6 separate regions of the Mus musculus genome follow, and all the other regions are linked to region 5. A link is a contact called in public Micro-C and promoter capture Hi-C data. All regions are on one chromosome and are shown on one strand. The core of a region is the stretch at or near the end of the contact, and the rest is flanking DNA. Distances in the headings are between cores, read along the strand shown.

Region 1 (3,037 bases), core at 303-2,802, 650 kb after region 5:
CTTTTCAGAAAAAACAAAACAAACAAACAAACAAACAAAAACCCCACATATTCAGGCTTGCAAAGCACTGCTGCCTTTAGATGGGTGAGGGTGAGAGGGGAAACCGATGTGAGACAGAACAATTTGAAATTCTCGTGACTTTGAGAAGTCTAAGTCCCCTTCCAAATAAGTCTCTTCTCTAGCTGCAGGACCTCAGGTGATTTCCTTTGTCCTTTCGGAAGTCTCACCTGATCTACTGAGATAACTACCTTCTCAGCTCAAAGGAACAAAAAGCCCTTCCGGTGGGCGTGCATGAGGTGGAGACTTCTAATCCAACACGTGTCTTTTGCAAAGCCTTCTTTGGGAAAGCTTGTAGGTGCCTCGCCAGCAACTCAGGGATAAAGACCATGAAAGGGGCTTACATAGGTTTTCCTCAGGGAAGAAAAATCCCAGCGGTTTAGGGCCTGTCAAGTACTGAGCAATCCAACCCCAAAGCCGGACAGAGATTATAGAAGGCAGAGCAGCGGAACCCCTGAGAGTCCTCCCGGCCACTTACAAATAGGGTCTTCCATTTTCAAGGGTCTCTTCAAGCGGATGCTGGCGGGGACCGTCTTCTCGATGAGCTCATCAATGCTCTAAAATTTAAAAACGCAAGCTGGTGAACAGGACAGTCAGAGCAAAGAGCCTGAGTTAAGAGAGCCACTTCAGTTTATCTTCAAAGGCTGGTAGGAACTTCATTTAAATCGTCTAATTAAGAGTTCTTTTTAAAGTGAAACATCAGGAAGCAGAAATCTTTTGGAGGAAAAAAAAAAAAAATGATGGAGCCGGATGGTAAATCCGCTACTCCGGGTTCGGGAGCTGCAACTGGAGCTGACCGGATTAATGTACTCTAAGTAGGGAGTCTTCTTTTCCTGCAAAGTTAGGGTTCGTCTGGAGTTGGGGATATTTTTTAAATGCACTTTAGAAGAGCGAGAACAGAGTAAAAGTTAAGAGAGGAGAAGGCACCACGATTAAGAGCGAGCTCGCTTTCAAGCTGGGGCCCGGGACGGAGGAGGAAGGCAAGGTGGGAGCCGGGAGGCCCAGCGGGCAGAGCTCCGGCAGGGTGGAGGGTGGAGGGCCTTACCGCCAGCCCCAGCGCCTGCAGCATCTCCCTCCGGTCTTTGTCTCCGGGGCCGATGTGTCTCCGGGAGAAGTCATCGTGTCTGGGCAGGAGGCGCTCCAGAAGGCGCGAGGCCCCAGCCGCGCCGCGGTCCCCGCCACCGCCACCGCCACCGCCGCCGCTGCTGTCCCGGCTTCGCTGCGCCCAACTCAAGCCGGTGCCCCGAGCCAGGCGGTGGCCGCCCCCGGCTCCGCGGCCCAGGCGCAGCCCCCATGCCCTGGCACACAGCTGCATGGACGCCGTCACCTCCCCAGCCCACGAGGGTCAGCAGCGCTTTCCGGCCCTCCTCTGGCCCCAATGCCCCGGGAGTGGCCGCCGCAGTCCCTGGATCCCCTTCCCGACCACTGCGGGCAATGAATGGGTACAGCGAACTGCACTAACTCTTGCAAAGTTCCTCCGCCTCAGCAGGCACCTGCTCCGCACACTTTAAGCGGCGCCCGAAGGCGGGCAGTAGGATGGAGCCAGGAAACCTTTAGCCAATGGGAATGGGTTGCAGGGCGGGGGCGAGGCAGGGCCCTCCCTTTCTCTCTCCTCCTTGTCTCCCACCTCCTCCCACTTCTTTCCCCTCTTCAGCAGCAGGGTGGAGTCCCCTGCCTGATGCTGGAAGTTTAAGGTCCCAAATCCCTCTTCTTACACAGGGGTTCGGGATGCTCTATAGGCCCACTGGCCGGGTTGTAGGGCCCATTGGGGCAGCCCTAACATTCGTGAAGTTCCTGGAGCAATGCACTGAGACAGAAGACAGGAAGACTCCAATAGTTAGCTGGTCTCCACTTACTGACTTTAGGGTCACATCTCATGAAAACCACTATGGGCAAAGGAAGGTTCTTTCATAGTTATGAAATCTGGACAAAGAGCACAGCCCCTAAAATATCTTATGCTTTAATCTTTTAATAAAGATTTAATATTATTTTTTATTGATTTGTGTGTTGGGTGAAATGTCTGTCTGTGTATCACATACATGCCGAATGCTTGCAGAAGTTAGAAGTGGACATCAGATTCCCTGCAAATGGTGTTACAGGCTGTTGTGAGCTTTTATGTGGGTGCTGATAGCCCAACCATAAGAGTAGCAAGTGCTCTCAATCACTGAGCCATCCCCCTGACCCCACTTTTTTTGAGATATGATGCGATGGGAACCAAACCCCCGATCTCCCAACTAGCACCAAGCTACACCCCAGCACCTGTCTTCTCCCTCCCTCCTTTGTATGTCTCCTTCGTCTTCTCTGTACTGGTTTGATATGCACCCATTCCTGAAATTCAGTCTTCCTTTACGTGGAATGCATGAGTATGCTGTTGGTATATTGGCTATATTTTTATTTCCTGAGTAAACCTAAACAGATACTGTAATGAAAGCAAAAGCATCTCCAGGAAGCTGACCCCCAAGGACAGGAACCTGGGACCCGCCTATCTGACCTTTATACACATCCTTAACGATGACCTTAGAGTTGAAGGCAAAGAGAAACTGGGTCTTGGGAAAGACACAAGAAACAGTGTTGCCTAAACTTTCAGGGGCGACTACTGTGTCTGTTGCAGGCAGGTCTTTGCTAGACCAAATAGTTGCTAAGTTAAGACCTTCCAGTGGAAGGACTTGTAGGGAGGGCTAACTACTGTGATGAGTTTGTAGGTTAAAATGACAGGTCAGAAGAGGAGACGACTCCAATGTTCTGAAAGAATCCCTTCATTTCTATTGCTACAGGAAGCACATATTTAGGGAATCATTTAGACCCAGTGTTGGATTGCCAAATTTCCACACAAGCTGACTTCATAACTTTATTTGGTCTTCTATATAAACATCAGAATGAGGACATTTTTAGTAGTTTGGAATGTACATGATTATTGGGAACAGCATATTCTACTGAGGTAAGCTGCATTCTGCAGTACTTATCAGTAATCACTATACTT
Region 2 (3,229 bases), core at 43-2,542, 560 kb before region 5:
GGGTTCTGACTATTTCCCAAGATAATATCCAATCACTTTTACCCAACCAGTTTCACGGACGTTTTTCCAATGAACAGGCTGCAGTTTTTAAAAACGCATCTTTTCTCTCATCCTTGGATTACAAGAAATAGGTAGGTTTCTGGAAAACATCTTCCAGACTTTAGGATCGATATGTACAATCTTCCCTCCACCCCAAAAGTCCACCTTAGGGGACCCTGGGCAAAACCACTAGGTTTACTAAAGATTACTCCAATTTCAACTCCAAAGCTAAAACCAGAACCTTAGGGTGTTGTTGGTGATTGCAGAGTATTGAATAGTCAGCAGCATACTGCAGTGGGAAGCCCTGGCCGGTGATTTTTACAATTTTTAAAATCACAATTGCACTCATTGGAATGGAATCTAGCCCTTACTACTATTGTTATATAACACGCACATGACTTAAGGAAACTCAGAAAATATGAACAGCTTTCTTGTTTAGTTACAGGCTTTCAATTACCAGGTACAGCTGATTTGGTTATAGTTTTAAGTTATTTTCCCAAGCTTAAGAAAGTTTTTCTTAAGATCTGCAGTTTATTAATAGCCCCTTTCATAAATGCAATGCAACTGTCTCTAACACCTCCAAGAACATTCAGAAACGCTCTCTGCTCCAGTTAGAAAATGCCATGGGAGTTCCAAGAATAGAAAGCATCCACCAGGGTATTTAGCACTCAATTGACAGAACTTGGCTCAGGCCTGCATTGCAAAAAGCAAGACTTCCAAACTATGGTTTTTGCCTCAAGGCCGCTTGTACTTTTTACACTGTGTTAAAAAAGGGGGGGGGGGGCGGGGAATAAATGTACAAAACCACTATTCTTTATGACCATTAAACTGGTTTCAGACAGCAAAACCCACTGAGAAGTCAAAATCACCTTTACAAATCTCATGCTCTGTTGAATCACAACAGGGAACACAGGGGGAAAGCAGTCTGTCTCCAGGTACTGATTCAGAAGGTAGACTCCAAGGTACACAGCTTCCTTGTCCGGCAGGAACACTCCGGGGCAAGAAATCTTAAAAAGAAGAGGAGGGCAATCAAGGGATTGGTTTTTTTTGTTTTTTGTTTTTTTTTTTTTTTTTTGTGCAGAGGGGCTGTTTATCCTAACCTCCCACAGCTCTGAAATGACGCCATCACTGCGTCCTTCACCTGCACTTCCCACCTCTCCTCAAGCTGGTACTCCCGGTTCCCTCCCACGTCTCCGCCAGGTGTCACAATCGTGCTCTGCGGCTCGGCTCCTCGGCCCGCCCTCCGGGATGGCAGTGCGGAAGCGGAAGAGGCTGACGGGCTGGGAAGCCTGTCTCCGGTCTGCCCGGGTCCCCGGGACCGGCCTCCCTCCGCGATGCCGAGCCCCCGGAGGACCATCGAGGGACGGCCGCTGGGCTCCTCGGGCGGAAGCAGCGTCCCGGGCAGCCCGGCCCACGGCGGTGGCAGCGGCGGCGGCAGGTTCGAGTTCCAATCGCTGCTGAACTGCCGCGCGGGCGCGGACCCCGCCTGCGCTCGGCTGCGCGCGTCCGACAGCCCGGTGCACCGGCGCGGCTCCTTCCCGCTGGCCGCCTCGGGCCCCGCACAAGCAGCCCCGGCCCCGCCGCCGGAGGACGCCCGCATGAACTTGAACCCGTCCTTCCTGGGCATCGCCCTGCGCTCCCTGCTGGCCATCGACCTGTGGCTGTCCAAGAAGCTGGGGGTGTGTGCTGGGGAGAGCTCGGCCTGGGGCAGCGTGCGGCCCCTGATGAAGCTGCTGGAGATCTCAGGGCATGGCATCCCCTGGCTGCTGGGCACCCTCTACTGCCTGCTTAGGAGCGACAGCTGGGCCGGGCGCGAAGTGCTGATGAACCTGCTCTTCGCCCTGCTGTTGGACCTGCTGCTGGTAGCTGTGATTAAAGGGCTGGTCCGCAGGCGCCGACCCGCGCACAATCAAAAGGACATGTTTTTCACCCTCTCGGTGGACAGGTACTCCTTTCCCTCGGGCCACGCCACGAGGGCCGCCCTGGTGTCGCGGTTTATCCTAAACCACCTGGTACTGGCCATTCCACTGAGGGTGCTGGTGGTCCTGTGGGCCTTCGTCTTGGGTCTCTCTAGGGTCATGCTCGGGCGGCACAACGTCACTGATGTGGCTTTTGGCTTTTTTCTGGGCTACATGCAGTACAGCATTGTGGATTATTGCTGGCTGTCACCCCACAATGTTCCAGTTCTTTTTGTACTGTGGAATCAACAGTGACACCATCTCATTGATTATTGACACCTTGAGGTCTGAAGGATTCCACACTCGAGGATGCTGACCTAAGCCAGAGCCATCTAGTTGCCCCTCTGGGCAACTTTGGGAATTCTGGGATCCCACTGTCTTGACAGGTTCCTAGACCGGAGCGCATGCTGGCTATTACTGAACACGGCCATACTTGAGAAACAAAGTCTACTGTGTATTTGACAGCTATTTATCACCAAGACAACTGTAAAGAAATCAAGCTGGCTGACTGTATGATTGCTATTTACTTAAAGTTGACAACGTTAATGAGTAATTCCCCTCACCCCCCAAAAAAACAATGTTATTACTTGTAAATTAAAATTTAAGAGCCATTAGCTAGATAAACCATGTGCTATTCCCACCCTTTACCTGCAGTAAATTTTAAACAATAATTTTAAAGTTCAAAACAGATTTTTTTTCTCCAATTTAACTCTCTGAATATGTTGCCATAATTGGAGCTTTTTCCTTCTTCTGATTCCTTTAAGCTCTCCCACCCTTGTGGACTTGGTAGTTAAGAGGTTCCACAGAGTATTTTCCTTTCTGCTCCCAGTACCTCTCAAACGATCTTTAGATAGTTAACTTCTACTACTATTTAACGTTATCTTTTAGCACTCATAGAACAAACCAAGATATGGAAGAAGACATATTCAAAAGGTGGGCTTGTCTAAGGTTCCCACAGAAATGTAAGTATGAGCCTACTGTTTTGTTTCCTAGTCCCATGGACAAGTAGCATACCAGGGGGCAAGAAGCTGAGCTGCTGGGGAGAGTCAGGGGAACTAAGAGCTTAGAAGGAGGCAGACCGGGAAGTAGGCCATGGCCAGGGGCAGGAAATGAAGCCCTGCTGTCGGTCACCTCTACTAAATCAAGCAAATGGTCCTCTATTAAGTAAAAAGTAGAAGAGCAATGTGGTTCTTTTCAGTGTGCCTGCATAGCGTTCCTGTGTGTACCCCAAG
Region 3 (2,997 bases), core at 109-2,608, 690 kb before region 5:
GATGGTTGTGAGTCACCATGTGGTTGCTGGGAATTGAACTCAGGACCTCTGGAAGAGCAGTCAGTGCTCTTACCCGCTGAGCCATCTCTCCAGTCTTTTCCTTGATAGTTTGCCCTCTTCGGGAATTTTTATTCCCAGCTCTTCCCCCAAGAAACCAGTAATCTCGAGGGAGTTTCCTCTCTCCTGATTTTTTTCTTTTTTTCTTTTGAGAATTTAACACCTGGAAAGGAGGTGAGATCATTCATAGTATAGTGTGCATGGTTAATAATGCTTAATCCATTGTCTTTTGAAGGGTTTTTAAAAATCACTCTGAACCAAAAGAATGAGGCTTTAATTGGGGGATTCTAGTGGTCGAGTAATCTGGTCAAGGAGAGTCCCCTGACAGCCAACTAAAGAGTAAACCCCAGAATGCAAAAAGGGCACAGGGCTCACTTAGTTAGTGATATGCTAAGGAGATAAGAGTCTGTTTAAAACCTGGCGTGGTGGCACACGCCTTTAATCCCAGCACTCAGGAGGCAGAGGAAGGCGGATTTCTGAGTTCGAGGCCAGGCTGGTCTACAAAGTGAGCTCCAGGATAGCCAGGGCTATACAGAGAAATCCTGTCTCAAAAAACCAAAAAAAAAAAAAAAAAAAAAAAAAAAAAAGGAGTCTGCTTAAGTAAGAGTAAAACCAGAATAAGAAATTCAGGTAGCAAAGTGTGTGACCACACTAACCCAGATTCTCCCAACTACACCCTGTAAGGTATTTGGCCTTGGGGATAGAATAGGCCCGCCCACCTTCCCACACCAGCAGGCCTTAATTACCCAGTAATGGCCACAAGGCGAGTCCCTAGGGGTGCATTTGTTAAGTTGTGCAAGAGATGACCACGCCCACGCGCAAGGTGTACAACCAAGCCTTGGTCCGGGCAGATCCTGTCTGACCCTCGAGTCAGAGAATAATCCCGCAGGGAATATCAGAGAATTAAATAGTCCCGCAGGTAATATCAGAGATCACGTGGGGAAAAAAAACCCCAAAGCTGCTGACAGTGCGTCACCCCAAAGCTGCTCTGACAGTGTGTCCCTTCTTGTGGCTCTGAAGCCTGAGGCCCAAGGCAGAAACGCGTCCCATATCAAATCCCTTCGCACTGGGCTAGGGCTGTGCGTCCCCAAGGAGACTGGTGAGGATCGTAGTGGGTCAGAAGCTCCTCGGTGGGACACCTCCACCGGGAGCCCAAGGGGACTTGATCGCCCCACGCGCACCATCCCGCCGGGACGCTCCGCCCTCCGTCTCGCTGGTTGGCCCGGTCGCTGCAGCGAGCGGCGGCGGGAGGAGCCAGGCGCGCCCGCCACGCAAAACCACCGTGCTCGGTCCCCAGCGGCAGTGGCAGCGCTGACAGCGGCCGGTGCGCGTTGTCTCCACTGTGCCCTGCATCCCGCATCTCGCATCGGCCAGGCTACCCGACTCATCGCAAACGTCAGTGCTCACCATGGGGAAGCCCACGAGCTCGGGATGTGACTGGCGCCGCTTCCTACGGAATCACTGGCTGCTGCTCTCCACCGTGGCCGCCGTGGTACTAGGTGAGTCGCGCGCGGGGGCACCAGGCGCGTGCCCGAGGCCAGGCCGCGTGCGGGACCGGGTGGGCTCGGCGTGGCACGCGCTGCCCGCATTCCCCGGTACTGGGCCCCCAAGCTCCAGATCAACCAGAGCGCTTTGGTGTCACCCGGGGGAAACAATGTTCTTAACCCCCTCCCTCCCCCATACTGGTGCTCCACGGGCTGCTGTCTCTGCTTTCTCCAAAATGATCAGAGGGCGCGTGAAAGGTGGGCAGGGGTCCTTTGAAAACAAGCGGGGTTAAATGGGGTTTAATTTGATCTTCATCCTTAACTGTTCCCACCACTTGCACACACCACCATCACCACCACCACCATCACCTTCGTGCCCAACCGCGACTGTATGAATTACTGTTCTCTGTCAGATTTAAAGAGACATCTGAGCCCGCGGAATGGTGGAGACCTTGGGAATGTTGGAGCAGAGGGTAGATACCTTCTTAGAGGGTACCTCTCCAGTCAGATTCATGCCTCATTTCTGAGCCAGCAGTTGTGGTTCACTGAGGCCACAGGGAACCAGCGCTGAGAGAACCCAACCCCCTTCTTCCTCCTGGGCAAGCTGCTCACCACGTTTTTCTATCGAAAATAATATAAGCTGCTTTTATTTGTTTTCACACTTGGGTGTATTTAAGTGGCCCATGCCTGACATACCGCTGAGCCAGGACTAGGTGGATGTCCGGGCCATTGCTCAGAGATTTGAGTTACTTGTGTTTAGAATCTCATTTTCTGGCCAGGTTGTCTGTATAACCTAAACTTGGCAATGTGCTGTAGGGTGGGAACCCTGTGGGTCTTCACACCCCAGGTGGGGCCATCCAGCAGGTAAGGACAGGTGCACCTTGAGAGAAAGTGGATTCCTAGCCAGGCTCCACCCTCTATCTGGAAGTTACAGCTGCCTCTGCTGGAAAGGGGACGATGGGGCAGCCCCTTCTCCCTGGGCACTGCACCTTGCTCCTGAGTCTGGGAATGCTTGGTGTTGCCTGCTCCTGTCCAAGGTCTTCCCCGCCAAAAATAAAATGCCTTTGGAAGTTAATGGAATCCTTGGGGTCACATGGGTTCCTCCAGAACCTTATGCAAAGGGAAGTCAGGCTTCCAGTAAATAAATAACATCCTGAATCGCATTAACAGAGGATGTTGGTGGGAGGAGAGGAGTGCAAAAGAACCCACTAGTGTCCACTTTCCCAGTGCCAAGTGGTTTAGGGCGTTTTGGGGAAAGGTTTATCACTACATTTAAAGAACAGCTCCTACCAAGGGACTGAATGGATCAGAAGACATAGCCTTGCTTGTTTTCCCAATGATGAAGACAGAATTTATTTTTAAATCTGTTTTGAAAGCCTTGGAGGTGAGCAAAGCTTGTGGCTCCTTCCCAGTTCTGTGTGTCTGAAGCCCTGGGCACTGCAGAGATCCCACTAGG
Region 4 (2,932 bases), core at 160-2,659, 580 kb before region 5:
CAGAAACAAGAGTTTAGACCATAATTGGACAGCAAAAGAACTAAAGTGCTCCCTTGTAAGTTCCGAGATACAACCGAGTCTCCCCTGCACTTCTATAGGGCCTTTCTGTCTTCCTGGGGTCCACAGTCTAGCTGTTATTTTCAGCGACAGTACAGCTGGAAAGGGGTTAAGGGACAAACAAGCCATGGATCAGAAGTTCAAGAGTCTTACACAGCCTTAAAGAAAGAAAACATATTTGCCCAGATGTGCAGAGCTTTGAAGAAGGCAATATGAGTCTGATATAAAGTTCCTGTGCTCTGCCTCATCAGTCCTTGCTGGTTTCTGGCTCTTGAGGATTCTTGTCCAAGGTAAAGGTGAATATAAAGTCGAGCCAATGGATACATATGAAGCACAATGTACCTAAACCACAAATCACTGCCATTACCCTAAAAGTATGAGAGATAAGCAGACCTCACACTCGTGAGCGGCAAGAATGATTAGAAAATAAAGTAATAAATAAGGTAATAAAGCCTAACCTGTATGAGACCCTAGTTCCAAAACAAAGCCAAATATTGCAGTACTAAATATTTTATTATTCTAAAAATAATAAACACACATGGAGAAAAACAAAAAGCAAGTAGATTTCCCTCCTCCCCCCAGGTTTAACGACATTCTTTGAACTCCTGGTTCACCCTATAGCAGCAATAGTAATAAGAAAGAAATAAGAAGAGATTTTTAAAGCCTGACGTGTTTTCTGCCTGAGCACTCGCATCTCTGTGTATGCACACAGCCCCGGAAACCCTCCACCCTAAGCTGGGCTAGGAATCAGCAAAGTCCCTTGCAGCTAAAGGTACAAAACTAGCCTGAGGCGTAGGAACTCCTTGGGGACTCCCCTGCATGGTGAGCTTAGAACTCATCAACATCTGGTCGGCTTTTGACCTCTGTTTCTCAAAGGGCAAGCCATAACCCAACAGTGTGAGGACCAGCCAGAAGCTTGTGAGAAAAGGACTCAGAGGCCTCACATCAACACAGAATCAAGAGCTGCAGTTTGGAGGCATGGCTTTCTTCTCCCACAGGCCTGGAGATGACCCAAACGCAGATAGCTTGGCAAGCCACAGGGATTCCAGAATCTAATTCCAGAGATCTGACTGTATGCAGGTTGTAGCTCTGCTGAGGGCTTGATGTGTGACTTGCACTGACATGGTAACCTCTGCAAACCCCTCTCCTGCCAGGCAAAGACCAGGACAAGCATGGCGAATGGGCGCCATCAGATGCAAGTCAGCATCAAGCTCGACCCTCTCTTCTAGGAAAGGACATTTGCCGCTGCTTGCATTCAGTGTAACAGGAAGGATGGCACCGCTTTTACAGGCTGCACCAGTGACCTTCAGTGGCAGGGCTTAAATTAACTCTCAGATGGGAGGAAGCACTTCCCCTCTCAGCCCCACACTCTGTCAGTGCTCAGCTGGGATCTGTCACTCTGCACTCAGAACACTGGCCTGAGTTAGCATAAAACCCTCTACAGTCCCTTAAAGGCACAAACCATTAAGCCTAACACAGGGAATGCCAGTGTGAGAACATGGCAAATCAGTCCTACCAGGAGGTAACAGAGGGGACCATCACTAGCCCTGTCGAGACTTAGAACTCCGGGCAAGCTGCTATGCCCTTTACTAGGGACAGAATCACACATTCCAATCACTGTCTATCAGTGTGTAGTCTAGAGACCTCAGTGGGGGACAGGGGTCCCTTCAAGACCTTTTACAAAACCTCCCAATTAAAGCTTGCATTCATAATTACACTAAGACATGATTTATTCCTCTCAGTCTTATCCTCCCATAGTCTAACAAAAAGCCACCACAACACATCATAACATAACTGGTCTAATGGTTAGTAACTTCTCTGCTGGTGTACTACATCTTGTAATTACTCAACTCCAATTTCAAACATGCTAAATGTCGATAGCCATCATCCACACCAACCGAAGCTCTTTTAAAGTCCCCAGTATCATTTACAAATGCATAAGATCCTGAAATCCACAGCACTAAAGACAGTTAGCTACCTTAGTCTAACTGCTTCAGAGAGCTGGCTCCCCCCTCACTAACACAGAATCTGGTCAGCGAGTGTCGTGAGTCTCTTGTTCCTTCCCCTCAGAAAGAAACAGCAAAACAAATATATTCGCTAACTGTTAGAGCTGCCTGTGTAGAGTTTACAGGAGGGCAAGCTGCGGTCTGCTTTGCCAGCCTAGCCAGGGGCTGTAGCCACATGTGGTTAGTCACACCCTCCAGCTCTGTCCCCTTCAAGTATCCAGGGACAACTTGAAAACAAACTGCTTCTTAGTTCTTCTGCCCCACATGAATGCCATAGCTAGAAAGACCTTGAGAATCAAGCCCACAGCTTCCAGAGTGACCTGGAGTTCCTCAGAGGGAAAGAGGCTTAGTGGAATGCAATGGTGCTCACTGGGGAATGTGAGTAACAAGAAACTCAAATACCTCTTTTCTTCGAAAGATCAAAGTTTATTAACTTAGGTTTTCTTCTGGACTTCTTCGAACAGTGCTCCAAATTATTTTCACCAAATGGGTTCCCACTGTCCACCTGAAAGTGAAGGAAGCACCAAGTTTCATCACCTACAGTCTCTTGGATCACTGTCTTATTACCCATGATGCCTTTCCACCTCGGTCAAAGAGAGTCTTGAAAAATAATCTAATTCGCAGTCTCCACGTATGTTACATTTACTCCACAGAAGAAACTGTCCACCATCTCCACGGAGGCTAGATATGAGGGCGTGTCAACGGTGAGCAAAGAGAACTGAAGCTAGACACAAGACACGTTCTCAGAACTGGTAATGATGAAAAGACAGTGCCCAAAGTTTCTGCCTCCTGCATGCTGTGACTACAGGTGTGAGCCACCAATCCAGCCTGGAGTCCTTTGAACTGGACAGAGTATTCCAGAAATCAAG
Region 5 (3,078 bases), core at 395-2,894:
AAGATTTGAGCACTGGAATTGTTAGCACATTTCACAATGTTAAAGTATGATCTTTGAACCTCAGGTCGGTCTATATTATATAACGTTTCAGTCACAGTGGGTAACACTTAGGGAGATTTACAGTGAGATATTTTACCCATCACTCCCAAGTGAGAAAGGACCAGAGGGTCTCCTCCTCCTGTCCATGTTCAGGCCACTCTCACACTTCACCTTGAGCTGGTCTAAAGACTGCTGGGTCCTTGGAAGGGAGAGCAGTTTTTCTTAGGCCATGTGACCTTGGGCATATCCAGCACTTTAACTAGCGATGATCCAGCACCATCATCTGTGGTTTTCTGTGGAATTAAATCAAAGCATCCTCTTAATTTTTTTGTAGACCTTAGCTGCTACAAAAGATCACAGGAGGAGAATCCCACCCAGAAGCTCACCAGTAAGTGAGGTCAAAAAAAAAAACAATTAAAAATTACTTAGAAACATCTACACTGCCCATGATTGCAGACACACTGGTGAGGCACATGAACACACTGAAGTAGAGGTAGAGCAAACATTCTCAATGGAATTGCAGCACATTTTCACTTCCTCTGCCACGTGTACAACTCTGTCTGAAAAGTACTAGACAACGAAGTTCTTCTATGATTTTATATTGGCAAGGCAGAGACCTCTCTGGACCTCTTGATTTATCCAGCGGGTGTAACTCGGATCATCAAGATTCCGTCCACACAGATGAAAATCTGAAAAATAGTTTTCAGGTCTGCTCTGCTTAAAATATCCCAGGAATGCTGTGTTGGCCTGTGGGACACACCAGGACAGAGATTCTAGGAGATCCTCTGGAAACAAAAGGCTAGTGAGCTGGGACTTTAGTCAACGTCTTCGAAAAGCAAGCGTTAGAACAATTACGGAAAGTTACATTGTTATTAAAATCCGGATTGTTACTTTGTTGTTACTTTTAAACTTTGAAAGAGTTACAAAAAGCTGCAGCTATTTTTAAGGTTCCAGGTCCAAAAGTTGAGCACCCCTTCATTCCTCCCAACCCCCAAATTAAAAACATCAATACGGTATCTCCAGTCTGGATCAACACAAAACCTAAGTCCATTTCTTTTCCTGAACAGTTTACTGGGGCTGCAAAAGACCCCATCTGGCTTCGCCTAGCATTAATAACTAAACAGGCAGACAAGACTGAAGCACTTTAGTGACTGAATAAAGAGCCTGCCTAGAATGTAAGCTCTGTACGGCCAGGGACATCACCAGCTCTCACTTTAAACCGCAGCACACAAAGGATTTGTGGGTACAGACTCGAACCCCAAGCCTTGGAGTCGCAGAGACCCAGCTCCAAGCGCAGCCCGGGAGTCACGTGACGCGCGCTCCGCTCGCCCCGCCCCCTTCAACCCCGGAGGTCGCGCCAATCCAGGGATCGTGCAAGTGGGCCCGGCCGCTCCGATTGTCACTGACTGAGCCTGTCGCCTCATCCCGGTCCCCAGCTCCACGCGCCAGGTCGCCAGCCAGCAAGGCGTCCCGAGCCCTCGACGTCCTGCCCCGCGGCCTGCGTTCTGACGCGGGGCGGTCCGAGGGAGCCGGGCGGAGCCTCCCCGCGCCGTGCGGCGTGCTGACGCGAGCGGCGAGCGGGGCGGGCCGGCCTCGGCTCCTCCCGCCGCGGGCCCACTGGCCGCCCGCCTCCCCCACCCTCGGCCGGTCAGCGTCCCAGACTGCGTCGCGCAGCATCGCGTCGGCCCGGCCCGGCCCGGCCCCCGGGCAGATGCCCCGAGTTGCCGCTGTCGCCGCCGCCGACTCGGCCGGTGGCGGTGTGGGAGGTGGGCGCCTGGCCCGGGGCCGCCGAGCGTGACAGACACGGCCGGGGCCGCCGGGGGGCTGTCGGGGCCGCGCGCGGACCATGTATTTCCTGAGCGGCTGGCCCAAGAGGCTGCTCTGCGCGCCGCGGAGCCCGGCCGAGGCGCCGCTCCACGTCCAGTCTGACCCTCGGAGAGCGTTCTTCGCCGTGCTGGCCCCGGCCCGCCTCAGCATCTGGTACAGCCGAGTAAGTAGGCGCCGGCGTCCCGACTTCCCCCGAGCGGCCCCTGTCCGGTCCCGACTTCCCCAGAGAGGCCCGGATCTAGTCCCGATTCTCCCCGAGCGACCCTGGCCCCGTCCCGACTCCCTCCGAACGACCACCGTCCGGTCCCAACTAACCCCGGGCGAACCCAGAACCATCCTGATCACCCTCCCTATAGTGACCCTGGAACTGGCGCGACTGCCGCCGAGCGACCCCGGACCGGTCCCGACTTCCCCCGAGCGACCCCGGCCAGTCCCGACTCCCTCCGAGGGAGCGACGGCGGTCCCGTCCCAACTAACTACCCCCGAGCGACCCCAGCCGGTCCCGACTTACCCCGAGCGACCCTCGCTCTCGAGTTGGAGCCGCGCGCGGACAGTCTCCACTGCACCCCAGTCCCCGCGTGGCACCCACAGCCGCGCGCCAGGCCTGGAGCTCCCTGGCGGAGCCCAGACTTGCCTGCCTCTCTGCCCCCATTGCCGCCGAGCCAATCTGTTGGAGCGTCCCCCAGCACTCCGGCAGCTGTGGCGTCCCCGCTCCCCCACCCCCCACCCCTGCTTTAAAGGTTGTTGTTTAGTGGAGTTCCGGAAAGCCTGTTGGTCTTTACCAAGTGTCAGAATTTACAGTCCTGTGGTAATTGATTTCTGAAAACTTAAAGACTTGTTGGGTTTGAGTGTAGATATCTGGTAACTTTAGCTCCGGGTCTCCCCCACACATCACGGACTCCAGTCCTTTTCTTGGCTGCTCTTGGACTCTGGAGAGCTCTGCTGGGATGGTTGGAGAGTCGGGGAGCTCACGTCTGTCCGCGCCGCACCTGGAAATTATTATTTCCAGGCTTAGAAAGAGCATGGGGTCAGAATTCTTTGCTTTCAGCCTGGCTTTTTTTTTTTTTTCCTCCCGTGCCTTGAGTTCCGAGTAGATAAGAGAATTAACTTGAAAAAGTAAGGGGTGAATGGGCTAGCCCCCGTCCGGTTTTTGTTGCTCCTGGACATCTGTAAAAATTACAGAATTCTGAGTTTTAAGATCCCCCCCCACAC
Region 6 (2,798 bases), core at 41-2,540, 840 kb before region 5:
TTCCAAACGGGACAACTCCAGGTATCCAAACTCTGCTAACCGGAAGAACTTTGGTAGAATCGCCAATGAAACTGGTGGAAACATTGGATGGACCAACGATGGCGTGAAGAAAAGCCACTCTACCTGAACTGACCTCAAGGGAAGCAAGGAGACAGGGAATCCACCCAGAGCACACAGAAGTAATTACTCACTCTGAAGGAGGCCTGAGTCCTGACAGGAAAGAAAAGACACGAACTAAGTAGCAATAAGAATGGGAAGAAAGCCTCCTTCAGTTCAAGGGGGAGGGGCTGGAGCTCCTCTAAATGAACACTGTAGCAGATCCTAGTAAAGGCCTTAAATGTCAGCAGTTCTCACTAGAGAAGGGGGGGGGGTGCCCTCTCACACAGTTCTCTCTCTATAGATCATTTCCAGGGACAGCCTTCATTGTTTTTCTGCAAACTTTTGCAGGCTGCACCTGCTTTGTGTAGCCTCACAGGAAACCAAAGAGAAAAAGGAGGAGTAAGAATTTTTAAACTAACCCAAATTCATTTTTACAATGAATCAAAATTCCTAACGTAGTCTAAAAATTGAAGTCCAACGGGCACGGAGACATTTAGGGAACCGGGCCTGGCTACTTCCCAATGAAGAAATCGTGACTCATCAAAGCTTCAGAACGGACACAAGAGAGTTTGCATTTGTCTGGAGTTCACCTTCGGGCCAAGAAATGCTCTCCACTGTGAGCCTCAGTGTTTTTTCTAGATGCTTAAGTTTGGCAGGGGTTCTTTCTCTGGGTCCCATAACCCAGAGAACTGGTCCACTGGGGGGAGCTGTATAAACTTCTCTTTCCTCACCAACTCTAGGGCCACCTGAGACCACTACCCCCAATTCAAGAGATGTTGAAGTCCTAAAGCTCTAAGGAATTGGAAAGGTGTCCTCTCCAATTGCAATTGCTGGAGTGCAGTCCCTGCGGGCACTGCTCTGGAGAATTCCGGAAGTGATCCCCTACACTCTATCCCATGGGACCTAGCGGATGTCAAGGAAGACAAGCCAGGAAGGGAGGTACACAGAGCAGAGGAACCAGGAGTGGCTAGGGGTGCGGGGTCAAGATGTGCGGCCCGGGACAGTGGGTGAACACCCCTCCTGGGGTCCTCAGCACCCTCCCACACACGGCACACCCACACACCTTTGCCCCGCGGGGGGTCTTGGGTCCTAGCCTCAGGGATCTCCGGAGGTGAGCGAGGGGCGGGTCCGGAGGTGAAGTGGAGCCTTCCCGGTGCTCTGGGCAACCAGACCGCCCCCGCTCTCCCCCCTCCCCCTCCCGCGGCGCGAGCGAGAGAACGCAACAAAACAAAACAAACTCGTGCCGGCTTCCTGTTGTGCAACCACTTTCTGAGTAAGTAAGGGGCTGAAAGGCCGCCAGTTAGGAAGCCGGGCTGCGGGGGACCCTGCTGGCCAAAGCACCCGGAGCCGCACTGGGGTACATAGGGCCCTGCACTGTGACCCTGTCCGGACCACGGGGCGACTACCCTCCCTGCCCCCACGAGTGTCGTTTTGCTATTGCCTCCCAAACACACTACCAGATCTAAGGGCGCGACCTCGACGAACCTTTTTGCCAAAAAAAGAAAAAAAAAAAGGAAACCTCCAAAAGTTTCCTCCAGGTACCTACTTGAATCATCCATAGTAGGATGACAAATCCGCCCTGGTCAAGGTTTTCAGACACTTGGGTGAGTTTCTCGTCCCCCGGGTGACTTGTCAGCTCTAGTGAGTAACTTGGAACTGTTGCTTGGGGCAAGGTGTGTGTCTAGGAGAGCCAACAGCTCACTCACGCTTTCCAGAAAGTGATCCCGACCGACTTCAAAATAGACACAGGGTCATTTATAGGGACCGGAGCCTTGAAGCGGGACTCGAGACAGACATTTCCCAAACAGTGCTGACATTTTGTCCCCGGCCCATAAAAATGTAAACGCGAGGTGACAAACCCGGCGGGGAGTGCTAGGTGTCTGAATGTGTCTGCGATTTCGTGGCGTGGGAGGTTACAGTTGAAAACTTGGCGGCTGCGGGTCGATGCACCGCTCCTAACTAGTAGCTGTGCCCCCAAACCCGAGGACCTCACTGAACAATGGGGACACCAACTTGGATGAGACGGAGAAGTGAAAAACAGCCTTCGTGGCGCCCCATAAACACGTGGAAGCCGAAAAGACAACTACAACCCCGACTGTGAGCTAAAGACCTCAAAGTCCCATCACTCCCCACTTTGCCAAAGTTTCCCTAAGTAGGACCCCGGTGCTCGCCCTGTATCTGGCCCTGATTGTGTAACCTTCTGGTACCTGTATTTTCAGTTAAAAGGCACGGAGACTCTCCCTCATAAACGAAACTTCCACACCTTGTTGGTTTCCTTTCTGTCTACACCCCGCGCTCTTAGGTAACTGACAGCCAGTTTGATGGCTAAATGAGTATTGCCATCAGCCTCGGTAAGGTGTGCCTAGGTCTCTAGAAGCCCTGTGAGTCTGGGGGAGTTGGTGTGCTCCTGTCCTCAAACCCGTGCGAATGCCACCAAGCCGGCATGCAGAAACTCTTTCTAATCCCGAGTTTGCGTCCCCAGGCTTGACCGCCCCCACACTCTCTAGCGCCTTCTCTCTCTGTCCCTCGCCTGCAGAACAAAGTTCCTATGGCATCCACTTACCAGGTAACCGGATTTCCACAACAAAGCTAGGCGAGCGAGTCCCTTCTCCCGGCCAGCCCGCTCGTGACAACACTAGCGATGCGTGGGTGGAGGCTGAGCCCCCTCAGCGCTCCACGCCGGCTCTGCCTCCTTCGGA

Evidence for each region. Promoter capture Hi-C pulls out the DNA fragments that hold promoters and counts their contacts. Hi-C and Micro-C count contacts between places; a contact is called where the count stands out from the background. Capture Hi-C pulls out chosen DNA fragments and counts their contacts.
Region 1: a Micro-C map of embryonic stem cells shows a contact between it and region 5, with 3 times the contacts expected there. A contact is called at or near these places in 1 of 484 Hi-C or Micro-C datasets (embryonic stem cells) and 2 of 130 datasets of targeted methods (embryonic stem cells and large pre-B cells).
Region 2: a promoter capture Hi-C map of liver shows a contact between it and region 5, with 5 times the contacts expected there. A contact is called at or near these places in 8 of 39 promoter capture datasets (the 3T3-L1 cell line, the C10 cell line, cranial neural crest and 5 more), 2 of 484 Hi-C or Micro-C datasets (CD8 T cells and ECoMG-derived neutrophils), 20 of 130 datasets of targeted methods (acute myeloid leukemia, astrocytes, bone marrow-derived dendritic cells and 16 more) and 3 of 9 other capture datasets (adipose tissue, liver and pancreatic islet).
Region 3: a contact with region 5 is called in a Micro-C map of embryonic stem cells, with 4 times the contacts expected there. A contact is called at or near these places in 1 of 39 promoter capture datasets (hippocampal neurons), 2 of 484 Hi-C or Micro-C datasets (embryonic stem cells and uterus) and 1 of 130 datasets of targeted methods (embryonic stem cells).
Region 4: a contact with region 5 is called in a promoter capture Hi-C map of the HPC-7 cell line, with 2.4 times the contacts expected there. A contact is called at or near these places in 4 of 39 promoter capture datasets (the HPC-7 cell line, cranial neural crest, liver and 1 more) and 4 of 130 datasets of targeted methods (acute myeloid leukemia, bone marrow-derived macrophages, large pre-B cells and 1 more).
Region 6: a promoter capture Hi-C map of adipose tissue shows a contact between it and region 5, with 2.5 times the contacts expected there. A contact is called at or near these places in 2 of 39 promoter capture datasets (3T3-L1-derived adipocytes and frontonasal cranial neural crest), 1 of 130 datasets of targeted methods (pancreatic cancer cells) and 1 of 9 other capture datasets (adipose tissue).

Annotation. Positions count from the first base shown.
Region 1 is chr19:30,173,889-30,176,925 of GRCm38.p6, forward strand. It overlaps Gldc (glycine decarboxylase), which reads right to left and starts at 1,553. Exons shown (of 25, transcript NM_138595.2): 1 at 1,103-1,553; 2 at 536-614. The coding sequence starts at 1,372.
Region 2 is chr19:28,962,628-28,965,856 of GRCm38.p6, forward strand. It overlaps Plpp6 (phospholipid phosphatase 6), which reads left to right and starts at 1,293. Exons shown (of 1, transcript NM_028922.3): 1 at 1,293-3,229. The coding sequence starts at 1,374. The coding sequence ends at 2,252. It overlaps 4430402I18Rik (RIKEN cDNA 4430402I18 gene), which reads right to left. Exons shown (of 14, transcript NM_001374140.1): 3 at 909-1,046.
Region 3 is chr19:28,833,777-28,836,773 of GRCm38.p6, forward strand. It overlaps Slc1a1 (solute carrier family 1 (neuronal/epithelial high affinity glutamate transporter, system Xag), member 1), which reads left to right and starts at 1,359. Exons shown (of 12, transcript NM_009199.3): 1 at 1,359-1,556. The coding sequence starts at 1,466. The region is part of intron 2 of Gm52404 (a long non-coding RNA gene); the gene reads right to left.
Region 4 is chr19:28,939,247-28,942,178 of GRCm38.p6, forward strand. It overlaps 4430402I18Rik (RIKEN cDNA 4430402I18 gene), which reads right to left. Exons shown (of 14, transcript NM_001374140.1): 9 at 2,466-2,568. Among named protein-coding and RNA genes, the nearest start is that of Plpp6, 23 kb to the right of the region's middle.
Region 5 is chr19:29,520,638-29,523,715 of GRCm38.p6, forward strand. It overlaps Ric1 (RAB6A GEF complex partner 1), which reads left to right and starts at 1,645. Exons shown (of 26, transcript NM_001081319.1): 1 at 1,645-2,029. The coding sequence starts at 1,886. It overlaps A930007I19Rik (RIKEN cDNA A930007I19 gene), which reads right to left and starts at 1,350. Exons shown (of 4, transcript NR_015567.3): 1 at 1,253-1,350; 2 at 211-332.
Region 6 is chr19:28,676,934-28,679,731 of GRCm38.p6, forward strand. D930032P07Rik (RIKEN cDNA D930032P07 gene) reads left to right here and starts at 1,291. Exons shown (of 5, transcript NR_045330.1): 1 at 1,291-1,372. Glis3 (GLIS family zinc finger 3) reads right to left here. Exons shown (of 11, transcript NM_175459.6): 1 at 2,663-2,798.